4 separate regions of the Drosophila melanogaster genome follow, and all the other regions are linked to region 3. The links are chromatin contacts, called in public Hi-C and HiChIP or PLAC-seq maps. All regions are on one chromosome and are shown on one strand. Each heading gives the region's core, a stretch centred on a gene start, on an enhancer-like site or on the middle of the called end of the contact. The rest is flanking DNA. Distances are from core to core; before and after follow the strand shown. Region 1 holds the start of lncRNA:CR44619 (long non-coding RNA:CR44619). Region 2 holds the start of Lsd-2 (Lipid storage droplet-2). Region 3 holds the start of Pdcd4 (Programmed cell death 4). Region 4 holds the start of lncRNA:SMRG (Scutellar Macrochaetes Regulatory Gene).

Evidence for each region. Hi-C and Micro-C count contacts between places; a contact is called where the count stands out from the background. HiChIP or PLAC-seq counts read pairs in DNA pulled down with a chosen protein or histone mark.
Region 1: a contact with region 3 is called in a Hi-C map of the Kc167 cell line, with 4 times the contacts expected there. The contact joins the promoter of lncRNA:CR44619 here to the promoter of Pdcd4 in region 3. A contact is called at or near these places in 7 of 107 Hi-C or Micro-C datasets (the Kc167 cell line, the ML-DmBG3-c2 cell line, the S2 cell line and 3 more).
Region 2: a POLR2A S2P HiChIP or PLAC-seq map of the Kc167 cell line shows a contact between it and region 3, with 7 times the contacts expected there. The contact joins the promoter of Lsd-2 here to the promoter of Pdcd4 in region 3. A contact is called at or near these places in 2 of 107 Hi-C or Micro-C datasets (the Kc167 cell line and eye imaginal disc) and 2 of 6 datasets of contacts at active chromatin or transcription factors (both in the Kc167 cell line).
Region 4: a contact with region 3 is called in a Psq HiChIP or PLAC-seq map of the Kc167 cell line, with 5 times the contacts expected there. The contact joins the promoter of lncRNA:SMRG here to the promoter of Pdcd4 in region 3. A contact is called at or near these places in 3 of 107 Hi-C or Micro-C datasets (the D17-c3 cell line and the Kc167 cell line) and 2 of 6 datasets of contacts at active chromatin or transcription factors (both in the Kc167 cell line).

What each region holds. Positions count from the first base shown.
Region 1 is chrX:12,749,761-12,753,226 of dm6, reverse strand. lncRNA:CR44619 (long non-coding RNA:CR44619) reads right to left here and starts at 1,360. Exons shown (of 2, transcript NR_182242.1): 1 at 811-1,360. It overlaps lncRNA:Vinr (VSR interacting RNA), which reads right to left and starts at 3,333. Exons shown (of 1, transcript NR_182243.1): 1 at 877-3,333. CG4004 reads right to left here. Exons shown (of 2, transcript NM_132596.2): 2 at 3,442-3,466.
Region 2 is chrX:15,074,480-15,077,534 of dm6, reverse strand. Lsd-2 (Lipid storage droplet-2) reads left to right here and starts at 1,315. Exons shown (of 6, transcript NM_001298333.1): 1 at 1,315-1,787. The coding sequence starts at 1,595. lncRNA:CR44662 (long non-coding RNA:CR44662) reads left to right here. Exons shown (of 1, transcript NR_123908.1): 1 at 1-37.
Region 3 is chrX:13,753,906-13,757,271 of dm6, reverse strand. Pdcd4 (Programmed cell death 4) reads left to right here and starts at 1,866. Exons shown (of 4, transcript NM_001272604.1): 1 at 1,866-2,019. It overlaps CG32625, which reads left to right and starts at 446. Exons shown (of 2, transcript NM_167381.3): 1 at 446-688; 2 at 757-1,108. The coding sequence starts at 512. The coding sequence ends at 1,014. It overlaps Rtc1, which reads right to left and starts at 93. Exons shown (of 3, transcript NM_132691.4): 1 at 1-93. The coding sequence starts at 1. It also overlaps asRNA:CR43833.
Region 4 is chrX:12,679,406-12,682,535 of dm6, reverse strand. lncRNA:SMRG (Scutellar Macrochaetes Regulatory Gene) reads right to left here and starts at 1,849. Exons shown (of 1, transcript NR_167813.1): 1 at 1-1,849. It overlaps Tis11 (Tis11 zinc finger protein), which reads right to left. Exons shown (of 4, transcript NM_001272561.2): 4 at 1-3,130.

The DNA of each region.
Region 1 (3,466 bases), core at 111-2,610, 1.0 Mb after region 3:
CAGATATCAAACAATGGATGAATATGCTAGGAATGCGTTGGAATCTCTGTCTCCGCATTGTTTTATACTGTTATTATTCCAGAAATTATAAAATATGTACATATTTGGTTACGTCTTAATTGAATTGAATATGTCCATTCAGCTTACTTAAAGTTTAAAAGTGAAACAAGAAACATGCCCTACCTAAATCACTCACGTTATTTTGACACTCCCTTGTGGTTACGAACCTAAAATAGAAGATGAAGGGTATTGATGGGAGGGGGGGATATATTGGATGCCCATGAGATGTTATCCAGATTCACAGCGTGCAGGGTAATAGCTGGCAGGTAAAGGAAATAAAAAAAATCTTTTAGCACGTGGTGCACCCCGCTGATGTTCGCTGAATCTTAAGCGGATTATGAGACGTTAACCCCCTCTAGCTCCAACCCCTCCCCCAAACCATCACGTTGATTGACCCAGCTACCTTATAAACACTACAAGAATTTCGACCCCTCCATCCACACACACACACACACACACAAGCCGGCAAGTTTGTTTGCCACAAGTCTCCGAATTTTTTTTGCATGTCCAGCTTCGGGTTACGCCAGAATTCTACGCCATAAGCACCGCCCTCCTCGCCCCATACCATTTACCATTCCAAGCGCAGAAACCAAGCCCAAAAGGAAACCCAAACCCCTAAGAATTTCGCAGTCCACGCTGCGTATGCTTTCATTTTATTTCGCCTTTCATATTATTATTCTTGTTATTCTTATTTCAGACCCTTGCTGGCAACCCAGCTGCACTGTGACAAAAAGTTAGCTATTGCTATACGAAATTATTATTGTGCACTGTTCAGGGATGTGCGATATTTTTTTGTATTTTCTTCAAATTTCGATAATCATGTTTAAAATGTAACTGTTAGTTTCATGGGCTACTTCAGTTCATTTTAATTACAAGACATTTTTCTTTCGGTGTGCCTTCTGCTTTATTTATTTGTACGCTTTCGTTTGGTTTTTCGTTTCGCATGTTGCCCTCTCTTTTGCACGCATCAGACTGGCGTCTCAGTCGCTTGTCCCTCTTCATCATCATCATCTTATTCCTCTTCGTGTGTGTGTGTGCTTAAGTTGAATGTGCCGGTTTGTTCTGTTGACTTGTTGTTGCTGTCGTTGTTGTTGTTGACGTTGGTCGTGTCATGTTAACTGGTGAGCTCTCCCTCTCTCGCTCTCTCTTGCCCCTTTTACGTCTGCGCTAGTTATTTGGCATGCTGTTGTGCTTCTTCTTGCTCTTCCACTTCTGCTTCATCTTCGCATTCAAAAATATACAAACATACATATATGCAAACATACAGACAACTACGCAAACAACGTCAAGACAATGCGCAGTAGATAACAAATAGCCCTCTCCTTCTCACCATATCCACCTCTCCCTTCCGCACAGTCATACAAATGTATATATATGCACATATATAAATTACGTGAGTCTGTTTGTATCTATGGCAACACAGCGTGAGATATATAATATGACTATATGTATGTATGTATGCAATGAATATATGTGCAATGTGTGTGTGAGCGGTCTTATGCAGACAGCTGCTTTGTGTGTCAAATTGTAGCGAAAAAAATTGTGTTTTTTTGTGTACCAACGCGAAGAGGAAGAGATCTTGAGATGGCGTGGGACGTGAAGAAGAAGAAGAGAAAAGCGTGCAAGAAGAAGAAGCAACCAAGCGGTAAGCTGAAGCCCAGTGGCGAATTTTGGCAAGCCATGTGATTATTGGTAAATGAAATTTGCTGAATACCTAGCAAATATAAGCATTTTAATTTGATTTTCCATGAATGTTTATGAAATTAAAATATTGTTACACAAGTGAGAAAAAGAGCTAAACACAAAATTTTTAACAGAAACATGTAAGGGATTGGCATATATCAAAATTTATATTTCAAAATTTCATTTCAAGAACTCTTCAAATTGGTCACAGGGGTACCTGCTTTTTTGCAAACCGCTCTTGTTCTCTGCTCACACTTTTTGTGAACCAGTTACTGTAGCACAGTGGAACAGTGTTTAACTTAATCAAGATGTAGCTTACCAATATATTTATTATATAATTAATAATTGTGAGCACATTTTATATACATTAATTTCGCTCAAGCGGCATCTACAGTAATTCATTTTAATATTAATTTTTAATGATGATATTAATGAAATACATGCGTGTATTTATAAATAACCTGAGTATTGTCTTGAAATACCATAGACTTAAATGAATAGAAAATAGATGGTGGGTCACAGTAATAATATTAATTGATGCGCGAGTTGTCCCACTGTGCACTGTTGCCGTGCGGGGCTGCGCAAAAACAACACTGGACACTCTCTGACGCACTGGCTCTCTCACTTAACCACCTCACTCGTCATCTGACCGTCTCACTCACGCGTGCGACATTGCTTACTGTTTGTTTTTGTGTCTGCCGGCGTCGCTCTCTGGCGACTGCGCGTTTGCGGCGCCGCGTTGCCAAACTTCACTCGGCTTCGCTGTGTGAGTGCGAGTGTGTGTGTGTTTTATATCAGAAATTTCCATTTAATTTTTTTTACTTAGGTTTCCTTTTTTGCGTACCCGTACCTGTGTGCCTGTGACTATGTGTGTTTATTGGTATATAATTTCATGTGTGTATGTTAGTTACACTTTCAGCTGCTGTTTCCAAGCTTTTTTCTTGCCACTTCTTTTATTTTTACTTTGTTTTGGTTGCGTGTTTTTTGGTTTCTACGTCACACCTTTTTTCGAGCAAGCGAAAAGAAAGAGCAGGACGGAGAATGAGAGTGAGAGAGAGAGGGTAAATTACTGCATAGGCCTGCGAAAAATTGGCAGCAAAATCTCAGACGAGGGTTGTTTTATTTTATTTCATTTATTTTTCCACATTTTTCGTCGACTTTTTCGCATAGCCACAGGTGTCGTTGCGCAGTCGACGTCGACGCCGGCAGTGTAGAGCGAGCAGAGCGACTGACTGTCAATCTGTCAGGTTCAGCGCTCAAGAAAATAAGAAAAAAATAGTTAAATAAACAGCAGCAAAAATTTTACGCAAAAATATACTTTGCACCTTTGTGCAAATTATTTTGTCGTCAAAAAGTTAACCTCAAAATTCAGCCTCTGCTGACTCGACGTCGACTGCGCCTGTTGAACGTGACTCACAGGCCCAAAATTTCTATGGCCCTATTTACTTAGGGCAGAAAAAAATATACATGTGTATATATTATAAATATTTACCAAACTTATTATACACACATAGTATGTATGTATATTACAGTTGAAAAAACTTGATACGCATGTACATATGTACATACATAGTACATATGTGCATGCATATGTACATACATATGTAATAAAACCGCACCAACGAAAGCTGAAAAAACTGTTCTTTGAGTTTATTGTGGCTCTAAACATAATGATACCCAACTAAATCTCATTTAATTGTTAATCAATTCATTTATTTTTGGC
Region 2 (3,055 bases), core at 66-2,565, 1.3 Mb before region 3:
AAAATAAAGATAATGAAAATTGTTTCAAAACTATTTTAAGTTTCATTTAAAACAGATATAGTACACAATTGTACTTATTTCAAACAAAGCGTTTGTACTATAATAATTCATCATAACAATTTAAGTGTACTGTTCAAAAACTATAGTACATTTATTCATATTATAATTACAGTTTGTCAAGAAACTGTTTACACACTGTGAAATAAGTTGAATTTTTGACTTTAAAGCTAAAAATTAAGTGTTTTTTGCTTAATTAAACGCAATTTTTGTATAAAATAAAATTAAACAGTATTTATTTTACTTATAAATCAAAAAATAAATTAAATATAATTTAATTAAATATAAAATAATAATTCGCTTCAAGCAAAGTCAAACAAATTTCATTAGAAGCGTTGTAAAAAGCAATGCAAAGCCAAAAATAACGGAAAAATCGAGTTCGTTCTAAGAAAAAGAACAAAACAAAGTAGGAAAACAAAATGTGTAAAGAGTTTCTTGACAGTCTCAAAGGTGTGTAAACTTGGATTATGTTGTTTATTTTCTTGTATATTTAATATTTTAATATTTGTTTTTTGATTTATAAGTAAAATAAATATTGTTTAATTAAATTTTATAAAAAAAATTGCGTTTAATTAAGCAAAAAACCTTTAATTTTAGCTTTAAAGTCAAAAATTCAACTTATTTCACAGTATGTAAACAGTTTCTTGACAAACTGTATATGGGGTCCTCAAAGAGAGTCCTAATCTCAAACTCTCGCTGATACTGCTTTGGCGCTCTGCTCTCTTCGCAGCGAAGCTATCTTACAGCAGCAAACGATCTAGCTATTTTCAAGATATATGTTGCAAAGAAATGTTCCTAAGCTCATTTATATTATTTGGTTATTTTAACCTTTTTATTTGTTTAGCACTGTTTTTTCACTGTCTGCGATATTTTATTACATTATTATTATTTATTACTCAACATTTTTGATAAACAAATTTGTGTATGGTTAAGTACACAAGTTCGAAGATTTTAATATTATAATTATATTTTGTAGTAATCGTGCTTGTCAAAGCTCATGGTTAAATTTTAATAATACAAAGTGTATTATAGCCACATGACCCTTGACTAGGCATAAATCTTGGAAAAAACACACTGCGGTTTGAACAAAAAGTAAGCTCTATTGGTAAAAACTGTACTTTTTAGCTATTTGACTAAAATTTCCTCATCCACTTCTTGCCACCTGCGGCATCACTGTTGCTCATAGCTTTTTGTTGCTCGGCGCTGGCAACACTGGCGGCGGCACTCGCTCATATAATAAACCAGCCGCGCAGCTCGCAAATCAGTCAGAGAGTCCCAACGAGCAGACGTGAGCAGACGTGCCAAAAAGTGCTAGGAATAAAATAAAACAGAGTGCTTCCAGAACGCAGACACACGCATACCCTACATTCACACACTCACTCGCAGGTTAAGCTGTTTTTTTGTTCGTGAAAGAAAAGAAGCAAGAGGCGAAAAGAAAAGTGCGGTGGCAAGCGGAAGAGCTTGATAGCGAAAGACAGAAAGAAAAAGTGAAAAGGGCAGCAGAAAGCAGCGCAAGAGGAACCAAAGAAAACTGATCATGGCCAGTGCAGAGCAGAAACACGCCACCGGGAACGGAACAACTGGCAATGGAACGGCGATGAACGATGTGGACCAGCCCAAGGATGCCAAGGACCTTCTGCCGCACCTTGAGTCCCTCGAGAGGATCATCAAATTGCCCGTGGTAAATGCGGCATGGGACAAGTCCCAGGATGTCTATGGCAAAGTAAAAGGTAAGTGCAGCAAAGGAAAACAGAAGAAAATGAAAATAAGACCTCCTCCGGGTGCATTGAACTCGCTCAAGTCCCGTTACTTTGGCGCGCCTAACGGCACATATAGAGAATAAACGACCGGTGAAGGAGGAGGTAAATAGCAACAACAATTGCAGCGACCATATGCACTCGAAGCCGTAATCGAAACCGAAACCGTTGCTTTTTTGACTTTGCTTCGCCATTTTATTTCGAGTTGCAATTCGAACTCGAAACGCACATAGAGGGCAGAAACAACTTTTTTTTGTTCAACTTTTTTTTCGTTTAATTGGCCAGAAATTAAGCTCAATTGATATAAATTGATTGCCGGTCGTTCAATAATCGAAATCACAGCAACAACAACCATGACCTAGCAATAAGAAAAGCAAAAAGGCCGGCACTTTGCCCTCGTGACGCGTTGCGTTCAAAGTTCGCTTAAAATTTACATAATAATAAAACAATCTTGGCCAACGCAATAGAGAGCGCAAGAGAGATAGAGTGAGGAGAGAGAGAGCGGTGGCTGACGGCAAAAAGGCCACCGCACGTAGGCTGCAGCCGCAGAGGCGCCGTCAACAAAAGGGGGCTCGTTTTGACAAGAGGAAAAGCAAAGCAGACCCAATGGCAACGCCACTGGCACTGGCAGTGCTGCTCGATCTGACCAAAAGTTAAGCTAAACTTGCACTTTAATTATAGCTAAAATAATGTTACTAGTTTTCTTCTCAATATTGATCCCAGCCTAAGTTTGCCGATCGTAAAAGCACAGATCCCTGAAAAAACAAATACTTAATGCATTTACTAGACAATACCAATTACCGCTGTCGAATAAAGCTAGATTTGGCTGGAAACTAACTAAAGCGGGCAGCACTTATGCTAAGGGGCTCTTGGGGTCTCACCGTCAGCAGCAACGACAACAAAAATTCTAGTTGGACTTTCGACTTGTTTGTGATATTTCGCAGTTGTTGTTGCTGCAGTTGCTGGGACTGGAATTGGAATGGATGATGTGTTTGACGAGTGACGAACTATCAAAGTCTAAACTGGCGGGCCCCAGACAGATAGAATGTAGGGGTCCAAGGGGCCCTGGGGTTCGTGAACTGCGCAGTTGCTTATCAGCCAGAAATGCTACATATTTATTATTACTATTATTATTGTTATTGTTATTATTATTACGGTTGCAACTGATAAGCGCGCTCTTCGTACTTGTGTCACATGTGTGGGGTATTACTACACAATTCTAGAAATTCTAGAAGTTCTAG
Region 3 (3,366 bases), core at 617-3,116:
TTTTATAGGCTCTAAACGCACCAATAAATCAAAGAATTTAGCAAATTGATCGGCGCACGTGCGTTAAAAGAGGTAAACAACGTCTATCGCCGGACTATCGGTTATCGATATAGAACACAGTATGGCAGCGCTCCTTAGGGCTGTCAAGTGTTGGAATTATCGCATTTAGTAAATAACATAATAAATTATTTACAAATGAATATATTTCAGAATGCATTTTTATAATTTACACAAGCACTGCAAACAATCGAACGTTTGTATTTTTATATTATTATTTTAAGAAAAAAAAATACTGCAAGCTTCTATTAAAAATACCAAACGCTGTAGGAGATTTGAATAGAATTGTTGTTGCGAAATTCTCTGCTCATTTTGAAAAAAATACTGCAAGCTTCTATTAAAAATACCAAACGCTGTAGGAGATTTGAATAGAATTGTTGTTGCGAAATTCTATGCTCACTTTGAAGTTGACGAAGGGGAAGTTCGCAGAAGGCGAACAAAACTAGTTGTAAAAATGTCTGCGGATCCAAAACTTTATGAATATGTCAATTGTCCCAACTCTAGCTCGCATTTGGTAATGCTGTTTAAAATGCCCTACCATTTGCCGCTTTGTGCCAAGAAATTTCCATCGGACGAATTAGCTCGCTGTCCATATAACAGAACCCATATGTACCCTATTGCCGATATATATGTAGGTTATGAATATATATTATATGTATGTAAGCAAATATTAAATTCAATTGTTTATCCCATTTGCAGGAACATATCATCAAGTGCCCGAGCTACTTACGCGAGGAGAGCCACAGCGACGCAAAAGAAGATGCCAAGGACTGTGATGCCAAGGAAAGTGATGCCAAGGACTGGGATGCCGACCCGCCGGTTTCGACATATGATCCGAATATCCACTGTGAGAAGAACCCTATCATTCGTCGTCTGCACGGAGCTACGCGCTCCTCTCGCCGGGCATTCCGCGAAAAGGAACGCAAGCGATTAATGGATTTGAATACTTTTCCTTAATCTATGAACATACTTACTTACTTACATACATCATATGAATACATACATATACATATACAACATACATACAAATAAACATATTTCATACATTTCGAAAAAGGAGCGTTTTATGTTAGCATAGATCAGCGTTTATTTAAAAATGTATTCAAATTAAAAATTAATAAGAGTTAATTCAAGGAATCTTCAACATATAATTTCATAAATATTCATATGGTAATTAAAATTACAAATAAGAGAGCCACAATTGGCGGCAATTTTGTTTTTTTTTTTTGCTTTCTGCCGCCACTTGGAAATGTACAGCAATTCCTGTTCAATATTTACTTCGTTTTCTTTTGCATCGCTTTCTGCCGCCAATTGGAAATGTGCTGCAATTTGGGTTATGTAGCTGCCCGCCCTGTTCAAAAATTCCTGGAAAATAAGATTTTACTGAATTGAATGTTTTTAAATCTTGATAAAAAGGTAAGATCATTGGGCGAGTATATATATACATCCAGTGAGTGTGTAAATAAAGTAATGTTTCATTGTTTTTACTAAATATGCATATGTTTGCTTGTATGCATTTCTTTCCTTTTTCTTTTAAAAACTACTTCTCTGAGATGCCACTCTGTTGGACCATTCCCAGAAGCCATCAAAATTCAATAAGTTTCGTTTATCTTAGTTTTCCTCATAGGCAGGCTTACTACATAGGATTGAATTTGTATTTACATATATTTGCAAACTTTTTAATAAACTTCCCCGTTTTAAGGGGAAGCTTCGCCAAGTGCGCTTTTATAACCCACCACCTTACCAGAATCGAACAGTCTGGCAGCACGGTCTCGCCGAAAAAGTATAAAAACCCACGTCTCGTCGCTCTCTGGTTCAGTCGAGTTGAGTTTTCACGGCGTGAACAACAGTGTGCGTTATTGGTTCCTTATTCTGCGGTTCTTCAATCCTTTTTGTTCCAATCCTACTGAAAAAGAAATCAAAAGTTCACATCGTTAAGCGGCAAAAACAACAAAAGCGAAGGTGAATAAGGCATAAAAAACAGCACACGCAACTGAATAGTTGTGGGTGTGCGAGTGTGTGTATGCGCGTGTGAAGGAGCCTTTTAGTAAACACTCACACACTTGTGTATTTTTTTTCTGTGAGACACAAGATATTTGAGTGCATTTTTTGCCATTTGCCTTGCCAACCCCTCTCCCCCGCACGCATATAAGAAGAGAAAGAGAGGCAGGGAAAAAATAAAGGAGCCCACGAAGAAAAGCAACAACTATTAAACAGGCTCCTCATCGTATAAAAGCAGCGCAGCCGCCGTCAACGTCAACTGCAGTGGGCCAACGTCGTTGCAGTCGTGTCGTTAGTTTTTGTTCTTGTTGCAGCAGCAGCATCAAAGACAGAAGTAGAGAGAGCGAGCGAAACAGCCGGAGAGACAAAACAAAAAGCACTTAGGTAAGTGGCAAAATAAAAAAAAACGCAGAAACAGCAGCAGCAGCAACAACAACATCGATCTTGACGAAGACCAATTCAAAGAAGCAAGCGAAAAAAACTGCCGGCGAATGCGAATATAAAAGCAAAAACGAAATTACAGTCGCGGTCACAAAATTATGCCATATTAGATGATTTCAATAAAAATAGGTGAAATTTAAGAATTTGTTGATGCGCGTTATTTGCTCCAATTGGAAAACGTTGGTCTACGTGATAAAATCAACCGGCACACACGCACGCACCCGAAAATTCGAGAAAAACTGAAACGAGGAAAGCCGAAACCGAAAAAAAAAACAGCTGCCCACATTGGATGGGGGGTGAATTTGTTTGTTTTTTTTTCTGCCTGCCAAACTTGTTCCTTAGGCTTTTTGATTTTATTTTCGTTGTCTCGAGGTTTATTTGCATTCGGCGCCCCGTCCAATGTTTCCATGTCATCCGATTTTGTTTTCCCATATTATCTACCAGAATTGCTGGCTCACAGTGGTGGTACAATTCACTCTGCATAATTAACGATTATTTAAGTATTTAACAAAATCAGATGCAAATGCAATATGACCTAAAGTATAATATGACTCCAAACCCGAGATGTGTTATTAGAAGGGTTCTGGACGGGGAATTTTGCAAACAATTCCAGGCAAAATACAAAAAAATTTCAATTTTTCTGGTTACTGGATGCCAAACAAATACAGTTCTCAGTTTATAAAAGGCATAACAAAACCATCAAATTTATTCTGTAGTTTCAAAAAGAGTGGGTGACACAAATTGGTTTTTAATTTCTTTTATATCTATTTATGCAATTCATGTGCGCCTAATAGTTCGATCTCTTCTGTTAAAAAAAACAAACAACAGCATTCAATGGTGAGAACGTCTCTGCTTCTTTTTCTTGTT
Region 4 (3,130 bases), core at 600-3,099, 1.1 Mb after region 3:
ACGCTTGTTGTTTTAAAGCTATTTAACTTAAAATTTTCCATAAACTAAATTGTATTCATTTTAATTTACTATATAAAAATACGCACAAAAGTGTTGCAATGGAAGCATAAATAGGCATGTTTCAGCATTAACAAAATTCATGTACAGATTGTGTTCATTTATTAGTTGTTTTGTCTTTTTCGTTGTTTTTTTAATTTATTTTTTTTTTTGTTTTGTTTTGTATATGTTTCCTTTTGATTTTGCATTTGTTGTTGCCAAGGCGGATATCAATGAAAAATATTATGGTATATGGTTATATAAATAACGAACAAAATATATATATATAAATAGTGTATAATTCAACTGGCATTACATTTCTTGTTTTCCTCTGTTTATCGATCGTTCAAGAGTACCAACCACATTTCAGTTTAGTTTACTTAATGATTTTCTTAGAAGGAAGACGACTTGGATAAGAGTTAAGAGTAGGGTTTCATTCCGATAAGGCCACGTTTGCTTCATGTGTGGGGCACGGATTTAATTTAGTTGTGTTTTGCTTTTCTTTGTTTGTTGTACAAAGGGAAGAACGCGTTAAAAAAAAAAATATAAGAATAATCATCATGATGATAACCAAAGCTCAGGTCTAAGTTAGGCTTTTTAAAAAATTAATTAGAGCAAAAAAACAAAATATTATATATAAGTATGTTAAATATAGGTATTACAGTAAACTTTTGCACGCTGCCATAACATTCCAATCGGTTCAATTTCGATTGCAATACGTATTGGAGTACGAAAACAATGGGTTTTTTTGCGATGGGAAGTAAAAATCAAAGTAAGCCGAAAGTATAATAAAATAGACTTTAATATAATAATAAATAATTAATATGCCTTTTGCACTCCGTCTCTGCGTTTCCTTTTCCATTTCCACAAGACTATACATAATTTGTGTTTGTGTGTATTTAATTTATACATAATATTAACGATAAGGCACTTTGAGAATTATTTACCCCCCTCGTTTGTGGTGCACACAAATTGATAAACACACTTGGAATTTGCTCTTTCACCGGCCGTTTGTTTGTTTGTTTTTTGTATTTTTTTTGTGCTTTAAGTCATGCTTAAAATTTTTGCTGCTGTTGGTCGTAATGTAACTTAAATACGCCTAGTGAAAGAGATAATAATAAATAGGAGTAATTATATATTTGATTTAGTTTGATTTGAATTGCATTTCAGCAATTGTTTCAATATAAATTATTTGCACAAAAAAAAAAAAGGTCGCTGTATACGGATTACAGTTTACATATTTATACATATAAATTTCAATAGGTCAGAAAATGTGTACAAAATAATTTAAATATTTGTATTAAGTTTCTATTTTGTTTGCTCAGTTTAGTTTAGTATTTAAATTTCTAACACTGTACTCAGATTGCTTTTTGTTTTTTTTTCGCTTTCCGGCCTTTTATAAATCGCTTTTTCTTTCAATTTTACCGACGCATACAAAGATCGACATTCGTATGGTTTTCCCTACATAAATATTTTAAATAAGCTTTTTTTTGTTAAGGTTTTTCCTTTCCTTTTTCCGTTTTTTTATTACATATGCATTTACTTCATTATCATCGACGTAAGCATAATTATAATATGGTTTTATATAAGTTTTATATAAATAAAGGCTCTCTCATAACACTAAAATTATATAACTGCACCCAAAAATAGAAGAAATCAAGAAGAAGTTGTAAAATAAATTAAATAAAAATAATATATAATAAACAAAATGATCTGTCGCATATACCATATAAAAAACATAAAATTATCAATGGTCAAAATATGTGTGTGTGTGTGTGTGTGTATGTGTGTGTGTGTCTGAGTGTGTCGCATGTGTTGTTTTCATAAATTATTAACATTAATTGCATATAAAATATATCTGGTATGTTTTATGTAAATAGATGTGAAAATAAATTATGGTGTTTAAAAATCAGCATTTCCATTTCATAGATCGATTTTAAAGAGTACAAAAAAAATCGTAGTCATTCAAACAAAAAATATATATATCAAATCAATGACAAAATTCCATTAAAAATGTCCTCTCAAAATGAAAAATTGTTGGTTGCTCGTTGGTTGTTGTTTTTGTTGTTGTGATTAGTTGCACGATTTGCAGAGGTATATCATCAATAATATTCATATCATTCAAGATCATCATTTAAACGTAATCATAGAGTAATTGGTAATTATAATTTATTATCTTTATCAAAATATTAACTCTCGTATGTACATAACGTTTTCTATTACATAATTTTTTAGCAAAAATAATAAATTAAAGAATTTTCGTAGCTTTCTTTCTGTCCGTCTATCGTTCTCATATGAATTGGATCGATTGATTGATTGATTGATTAATTGGCTTGGCTTGGCTTGGATTGGAAGACATCGGACCAACTCTCTATCTCGCTCTCTATTTATCCACATCAAAAGTTATATATACACAGGTGGTGGCCAAATATGCATATATATATATATATATATATATACATATCTATATATATATATACAAGCAGCCGGTAATCAATTTTTACATGAGACCTATCCAAAGTGTGTGCCGTATAAGTATTGAACAAAAGCGACAGGTGTGCGTGTGCATGGGTTTTACTAATGGATGCACTGCAGTAGTTTCTATAAATGCAGGAACGATTTTCACATTCGTCGTTGGCCGTGGGGTTTGTTGATTTGATTTGAGCAACATTCGCTGAAGATTCCCAAATAGTCCTTTTCGTTATCTCCGTCTTTGTATCTTGTCCAGTTCATAAGAATGTTTTGTTTAGCTATAGCATTCATGCTAGCTATGTTTTTTTTTTTTTGTTTTCTTTTTGTTAGTTTTTAGTTTTTAGTATTTAGTTATAGTTTAAGATCATCGTTTGCTTGGATTGTTTGTTTGTCATTTACGTATCTATCTAACTAATTGTCCCGTAGTAGTCCGTAATTCGGTCCTTCTCATATAACGATTATTGTATAACGATTACGTTTGACTGTCACAGCAATGAGAGAATTGATATCAAGGATCGGTTCATAATTAAGGGGTGTCTGTGTTTGGCGTATACTTGATATACACTTATTCTGCAACGAAGTTACGCCACCGGAAATCCATTTGCCTTGGCATATTTGCGTT